Linked DNA regions of Sus scrofa: region 2 is linked to region 1. A link is a contact called in public HiChIP or PLAC-seq data. All regions are on one chromosome and are shown on one strand. Each heading gives the region's core, a stretch centred on a gene start, on an enhancer-like site or on the middle of the called end of the contact. The rest is flanking DNA. Distances are from core to core; before and after follow the strand shown.

Region 1 (3,696 bases), core at 368-2,867:
ATTGTTTCCATTTGGTCCAAGACTTGGGAGAGGGCTCCAGGGTGGTTAAGAATGGTGCCTCGTGGCTGCAGAAAGGGGCTTCCGGCAGAAGCCCAGGCACCAGAGGAGCGCCTCCAAGGCCCCTGGGCTCCAGAGATTCCTAGTCGTGCTTGAGTGTGAGCCTTTCGAAGAGGTACTCGCCCAGCCCAGCCTGGGACCAGAGAGCCTGCGCAGGTTGGTCAGGTGGTCGCCCATCTTCTTGATGAGCTTCACCTCCTCATCCAGGAAGTGGTTCTCCAGGAAGTCACAGAGCTGAGTGATAGAAGAGAAAATGTTACCATTTGTAAATCTAACAATGTGATGGATGGGGGAGGGAGGCTCAGAAGGCAATGAGCCCAATCAAACGTGGCCAAGGTTAACTATTAACTCAAGATGCAGGCTTCCTGCCAGGAAAGGTCTTGGGATGGATAGGGAGAAAATGGAGATACTCACGTGGGGGTCTGCGCGGGCAGAACCCAGCGCATGCAGATCCACAAGAGCCTGGTTCAGTCCCTTCTCCAAGTGAAGGGCGGCTTCCATAGCGTCCTGGGTTTTACCCCACTCATCTTGAGATGGTTTCTATACGGAAGGCAGAGACCGCTCAGTACTAACCACGCACACGCTGGAAAGGACTAAAAACTAATTTCCCAGTAGTGACGGGAGTTAGGGCTTAAGCCGAAAAAACGTCTAAGAGCTTAAATCGATCACCCTCAGTGTCTCACAACCTTACGCTCCAGGATACCACACGCTGCGGTCTGGACCGCCACTTCGTGGGGGAACTGAACCCGCCTCCGTTTCCAGCTGTAATACAACCACCCACACAAAACTGAACTCCATCTCCCAGAAGCCTACGCCGTGCCTGAACAGCCCTGGTCAAAGGGCTTCAAGCGCAGGGGCCGCTGGGAATCGTAGTCCGCTGCTCACACTGTTTACCTGCACGTCCTGGAAGAGGGCGCGGCCACCGCGCTGGTTTTGCATTTTCAAGAGACGCTCCGAACCCTCGCGCTTCTCCTCGGCCAATTCGCGAAAAAAATGACTCACGCCCTCCAGAGCCACATCGTCGCGGTTGAAATAGAAGCCCTGCGGGAAGAGAAGGCGTGAACAATGGTTAGCCGGAGGCGAGGCCGGGCTTGCGGACTCCGCCTTCCAACTACACAGTGGGACAAAGAAGGCCAGCGCGTGCGCAGAGGGTCAGAGGTGCGCAGCTAAGGGAAACTTGGGCCGGGGGCATCTTGGGGACCCTTACCAGAGAGAGGTAGGTGTAGGAGGCCTGCAGATGCATGTTGATCAGGCGGTTGACGAAGGCCTCCACCTCGGTGGAATAATTCTGACGAACCTGGGAGCTCATGGCTGGTCGGCAATAAGGAGCTAAGCTCAAAAAATGGTGTTGGCTGGTCCCGGAGACTGAAGATAGCTGAGAGGCGGAGTCCGAAGGTTGCGACTGGAAAAAAGGTTGGAGGGTAGTCGGAGGCTGGAGCAAGGGGCGTCCCTGGGTCTGTTCCGTCCAAACACTGTTGAAGCAAGAGACAGATCCGGGGGACCGCCGAGCACACTGCGAGTTTGTGGCCAGGGCGGCTCCTTTTATAGCGCGCGGGGAACCTGAGCAGTGGGGCGGTCGGGGAGAGGAGTCAGCCAATCTGCGGGGGCGGGAGGCTGGACTTGGAGCTCGCTCGTGACCAATCAGGAGCAGATAGGAGCCCCAGCCTCCCGCCCGGAGGTAGGGAAGTCACGCGCTCTGAGCGCGAGGTTGTTGTGAAAGGAGAAATCGCGGGATGGGGGGTTTCATGGGGAGCAAGGGTTCTGGGACTAAATCTGGGAAGTGAGAGAATTCTAGGGGTACTTCCTGGTAGTGAAAGATTAGTGAGAGCACTGGGAGCCCTGGAAAATAATGATTCTTGGTTCCTGAGGATGTCTCAGGAAAGTAGGTTGGATGCGGGGGTTGTGTCAGAGCGAGGACTTTTCTGGAGCCCTGGGGGTTCCTCAGAGGTGCAGAAACGTCCAGAGGAGTGGGGTTGCCCTGGGAGATAAGGGGTCGGGTTGGGGGGGGCCCTCGATCATTGGGAAGTTTGGAAGGCTGTGAGATATTTCTAGATACTTAGGGTGCTCTCTGTGAAATGGGTTGGCTGGGGCACCTGGAGACTTGGGGTTCACTCAAAAGTGAATTCGGAAGACCATGGAAGTCCCTATTTTTATGGAAACTTCCAGGGGGAAGTCTTGGGCCCTTGAGGTGATCTGCAAGATTAAAAGAGACAGTTGGAGAGCCCTGGGATTCAGCCTGGGAATAAGGGAGAGGGATGTTTCTGGAAGCCTAGTGGGATCTTCTTAAAGAGGTGGGGGCTCTTGGAGAGCCCTTTGGGAGCCCTCAAAAGATTGGGCCACTTGGAATCCTGTGGGGTTTTTTGAAAGCCCACTGTTTTTGTGGGAGCTGAGATGGAAAGGGGTGAAAGGACATTGGAACTTTGGAGGTTTCTCTGAGGTTGCATATCCTGGCTCCAAAGCAATCTCTCTGAAGCTGCCTCTGTCTTGCCTGACACATGCTCCTTCAAGATCACAGAGGTGGGGGAGTTCCCATCATGGCGCAGCAGAAACTATCCAACTAGGAATCATGAGGTTTCAGGTTCGGTCCCTGGTCTCGCTCAGTGGGTTAAGGATCTGGCGTTGCCCTGAGCTGTGGTGTAGGTCGCAGACCCAGCTCGGATCACAGCTGTAGCTGATTCACATCCTAGCCTGGGAACTTCCATATGCCACAGGTGCCAGCCCTAAGAAACAAACAAAAAGATCAGAGACAGGTGCTGAGGACTGGTGGCTGGGATGTCTGTCTTTAACTAAGGGACATTTTAAAATTGTGTCTGGTCCAGGTTGGTGCCTGGGTGGCAGTGCCAGCTCATACCAAGATTCTTGCCTTCAAGGAGCTCCTTGTTGTTGGGAGAAAGGAGAAACAAAGACAGGAACTTGACCCTATTTAGGCGCCCTTAATGCAGGCAGCTGGAGGCTGGGACAGGGGAGCTGGAACTGCTGGGGGTCGTCGGGTGGGGGAGGTCTGGGCCTGCCTCGCGGAGAAGCCTTTCCAAGCAGCCCAGGCAGGGCACCCCCTGATCAAGGGGGCTCCAGCCAGGCTGGTATCTGGGGTCCTCCAGGGGTGCCTGGGCCAGTGGCCAGGAGAGCAGCCATGCTGAGTCATGCTGAACTCAGCGCAGGAAGGGGCGCCGGCAGAGGAGCGGGGTGGGACCGGCTCGCTGACCTCATCTCCACGGGGGTGGCTGCAGCCTGGGCCAGGGCCCTGGGAGCTAGGCCTGGCTGGGCCCCAAGTCTGGCCCCCTCCCCCAAGGCACTGTATGGCCTGTGCTTTTGTCTCCGAGTCTTACTGTCTTTTTAGTGCCCGTGATGGTCTCCCTGGGCTCCCACCTGTGGCCATAATGTCCCCTCTGGGCCGATGACTCTGTCTCCCCTTGCCGTCTTATCAGACACCTCTCCCCAGACTGGGTGGCCCTAGGGGTGGGGCAGTGGCCCCAGGCACACAGTCACAATGGGGCCTGGGTTACTCATTCACCAAATTTCATCCCTCCGCCCAAAGACCTTTAGCCTTGGGCGGCCCCGCTGGTGGACAGGCAATAGGGAGAGTGTGGCAGAATAGGCGGGGGTGGGGGGTGAGACAGAGATGACCGAGAGAAGGATGAC
Region 2 (3,696 bases), core at 681-3,180, 110 kb before region 1:
TCGAGAGAGAAAAACAGAGAAAGTGACACCAGGAGGCGGAGACACACGGGAGAGACACGAGGAAGGAAAGAAACGGAACCCAGCCCTGGGGCTTTAACACGGACCCTGAGCGTGAGAAGGATTAGTTGGATGTGTTTGCAGAAGGACCGAAGCCCTCCCCGAGGGAGAGAGCCACCAGGGAACGCCCTTGGGAGTGTCTGCGGGGACAGGACTGGGGGAGGGGAGGAGCCGAAGGGCGGGGTCTGAGGTGGGCGGGGTGGACATCTGGGGTCGGTCCCCGGGTGGGCTCCTCACCCCGGATCTGTGGGGTCAACGATGAAAGTTGTGCACGTCTTCTTCTTGAAGATCTTGGGGATATAGCTCTGGGGACAAGAACAAGGGGTGAAGGGGAACCAGTTCAGTCCTAAGGGACACAGAGTGACTCACCCGCGCCCCAGCCTAGACCTAGGAGTCCAGGACCCCAGCGCCCGCCTCCCCCAAACTCAGGAGACTCGATTCCCCCCAGCCCCCATCTGTCCCCAAGGACCCAGGCGTCCGAGGCCCCAGCAGCCCCCTTCTTTGACCCAAGAATCTGGGTCTCCAGCGCCCTCCTCTCCGGGAACCAGGGGTCCCGGCCCCCAGCTCCCTGTTCCCTCAGACCCGGGGTCCGGCCGCTGTACCTGCTCCTTCTCCGCACCCACCATGCTGCTGCAGCCTCTGCAAACTATCCGACTCCCTGCATTCCCTCAACCAACCCGGGCTCTAGACGCGCCCGGGACAAACCGGATCCACTACGTCCCAGCCCAGCCTGGGCGGGGCCAGGTCTAGGGGGCGGGGAATCTCGGAGACGCGCAGAGCGGGAGGCGGGGCAAAGGGTCTGAGGGACCGGCAGGCGAGACCCGGGGAGAGGGGGCCGGGGACCCGGGGTGGGGGACAGGGACTCAGAGAGGAAATGCCAGTGATGAGGGAGAGGGCACACAAAAAGGGGATGGGATGGGGACACGAAGCCTTAGGTTGGGACAGGGAATCAGAAAGGGGGGACAGAGATTGGCGAGGGGCTACATCGACCCAAAGCGAGGGGGGGGTGCTTGGAAGGAAGTTGGCGGGGGCGGGGTGGGGGCGCGGCGGAGACACTCAGACTGAGAGGGAGAGACAGAAGCCTGAGAGTGAGAAGGGGACAGAATCCTGGGGAGGGGGACAGGGACTCCAAGAGAGCGGGTGAAGAAACAAGAACTGAGAGAAGGGAACCCACAGAGAAGGCTGGGAACCCAAAGAGCGAGGGGTGAGGACAGCAGTGATAGGATGAGGGGGAGGTACTGATACACAGGCAGGGCCCCCATGTCTCCTGCTAGCTCTCCAGGGACAGGGACAGCTGCAGCCTCCTGAGTAACCTGAGCCCCCTGCACACACACACCCCCTGCTGTATTTATAGCCCTGGCCTGGCCCCATCCCCTGCCCCCAGATCTGAGTTCCAGGGACAGGAGGTCATGGGTACGCACGCTGGAGCACAATTCCTCTCACCCCTGTCCAGGGCTTCCCTGTGGGCATCCACCATCTCAGCAAAGTCGCCCGTTCTGGCCGGAAACTCCCCATAATCTAACCCCCAATCCTTCCTTGGCAGGGGTCTCTCCCCTCAAATACACCCTTCCCGCTCCCCTCCTCCCATGGCCCGGGCTCCCCCCAAATTGGCCCACTGAAAATTTGACACCATTTTTGCAGCTGCCAAACCGGAACTTGTCGGCATTCAAAATCAAGTCCCTTGGCCCCCTCTCCTGGCCAAAGAGAGACCCCTTCTCTCACCCCCTCCCCAGCTGAGAGGAGAAAGAGCCGGAGGGGAGGGGCAGGCCGGGCCTAACCCAGAATAACTCCGGGCCGAAAGTAAATTTAGCCACAGAGAGGGGAGGGGAGAGACCCTATTGGCTGGGGAGCGGGAGGGAGGGGCGGAGGGGGTCAGGGGGTTCTGGAGATTGTCTCAGAGGGGTGTCTGGAGCCTGGCAGTGAGGGCCAGAGGGCAGAGACAGAGAGAGACACAGCAAAGGAAAGACACAGGGAGAAAGAAAGAGAAGGACCCCAAAGGGACAGGGACCCCAGTATTCATCGACATAGCCTCAGCCACAGCGGGAGCCAGCCCAGGGAGAAGCTCTGCTGCTGGTCTGTCCCCATGGGCCACCCTGGGCCATGGTTGCAGGCGTCTCTCCTCTGGGCTGCTGTGGCCAGCCTGCTCCTCCCCCCTGCTATGACCCAGCAGCTGAGAGGGGCTGGGCTGGGCCCCAGCAACTTGAACAACAACGCAGGCATCCCCGGGCCCACAGAGGACGCATCAGGCAAGTTCGGTCACTCCGGGCATAGCCATAGAAGCCATGGGGATGAGAACAGCGATGTCTCCACGGAGAGTGGGCATCATTTCTGGGCCTCTGGAGACCACGGAGAAGAGGAAGAAGATGTCTCCAAAGCAGCCCATCCCCGCCAAGGCCACAGGTACCAAGGCCACGAGGTGGGAGATGAGAACATCTCTGAGGAGGAGGGAACCACAGCGCATGCTCCGCAGGCGGGTGGGCACAGAGGCCGTGGGAGCAAAGACATGGATGATTCAGCTGAGCCCAGGCACCACTTCCCCAGCCATGGGAGCCACGGCCACCAAGACGAGGATGAGGATGAAATTGTGTCCAGCGAGCGACACCATCATATCATCAGGCATGTACGCCGAGGCCATGGAGAAGAGGAGGAGGAAGAGGAGGAGGAAGGCGGCATCTCCACCGAGTATGGACACCAGGCCCACGGGCACCGAGACCACGGGATGGAAGAGGACGAAGACGTCTCAGCTGGACGTCACCATCACGGCCCCAGCCACAGACACCGAGGCCATGAAGAAGAAGAAGATGACGACAATGACGGTGACTCCGCTGAGTACAAATATCAGACGCACGGGCATCAAGGCCACGAGAAGGAAGAGGATGGAGACGTCTCAGACTCGCACCACCATCATGTCCCTGGCCACGGACACCCAGGCCACAGAAATGAGGAAGATGAGGATGAGGTCGTATCCACTGAACACTGGCACCAGGTTCCCAGACATACCCACCATGGCCTTGGAGATGAGGAGGAGGAAGGAGAGGAGGAGATCACGGTCAAGTTCAGCCACCATGCTGCAAGCCCCCAAGCCCAAGGCCACAAGAGCACTGAGGAGGAGGAGGACTTCCCAGACGAATATACGAGAGAGAGCCCTGGTCGTCACCACCCCGGGGTCCTCAAGGAGGAAGATGAGGACATCTCCACCAAGCTTGGCCACCAGCCTGCCAGCCACAGGCAGCAAGGCCACAGAGGATCCATCAAAGAAGAGACTAGCTCCCGTCCCCGGGAACACATGGGGGTCAAGGATAGAAGCCATTTAGGGGAGGGTGATTCCGAGGAGGAAGAGGAAGAGGACCACAGCTCCCCTGAAGAGGATGGTGAAGGTTCAGAAGAGGAAGGAGAAGGCACCCACCAGGGCAGCCTGGACCGGGAGGATGAGGAAGACGAGGAGGAAGGTCATGGCCTCAGCCTGAGCCAGGAGGAGGAGGAGGAAGAGGAGGAGGAAGAAGAGGAGGAGGAGAGGAGGGAAGAGAGGGCTGAGGTTTGGGTCCCACTGAGCCAGGACCACCAGGAGGAAGACGACGAGGAGGAGGAGGAGCTGCCCGTCACCATCATCCCCAACCCACTGGCTGGGAGGGAGGCGGG

The links. HiChIP or PLAC-seq counts read pairs in DNA pulled down with a chosen protein or histone mark.
Region 2: a contact with region 1 is called in an H3K27ac HiChIP or PLAC-seq map of alveolar macrophages. The contact joins the promoter of HRC here to the promoter of FTL in region 1. A contact is called at or near these places in 1 of 5 promoter capture datasets (fetal liver), 4 of 47 Hi-C or Micro-C datasets (embryonic fibroblasts, heart right ventricle and liver) and 2 of 2 datasets of contacts at active chromatin or transcription factors (alveolar macrophages and skeletal muscle).

What each region holds. Positions count from the first base shown.
Region 1 is chr6:54,229,042-54,232,737 of Sscrofa11.1, reverse strand. FTL (ferritin light chain) reads right to left here and starts at 1,617. Exons shown (of 5, transcript NM_001244131.1): 1 at 1,265-1,617; 2 at 952-1,098; 3 at 472-597; 4 at 195-291; 5 at 1-192. The coding sequence starts at 1,366. The coding sequence ends at 140.
Region 2 is chr6:54,339,872-54,343,567 of Sscrofa11.1, reverse strand. It overlaps HRC (sarcoplasmic reticulum histidine-rich calcium-binding protein), which reads left to right and starts at 1,930. Exons shown (of 6, transcript XM_003127287.5): 1 at 1,930-3,696. The coding sequence starts at 2,141. It overlaps TRPM4 (transient receptor potential cation channel subfamily M member 4), which reads right to left and starts at 794. Exons shown (of 24, transcript XM_021094712.1): 1 at 660-794; 2 at 295-362. The coding sequence starts at 683.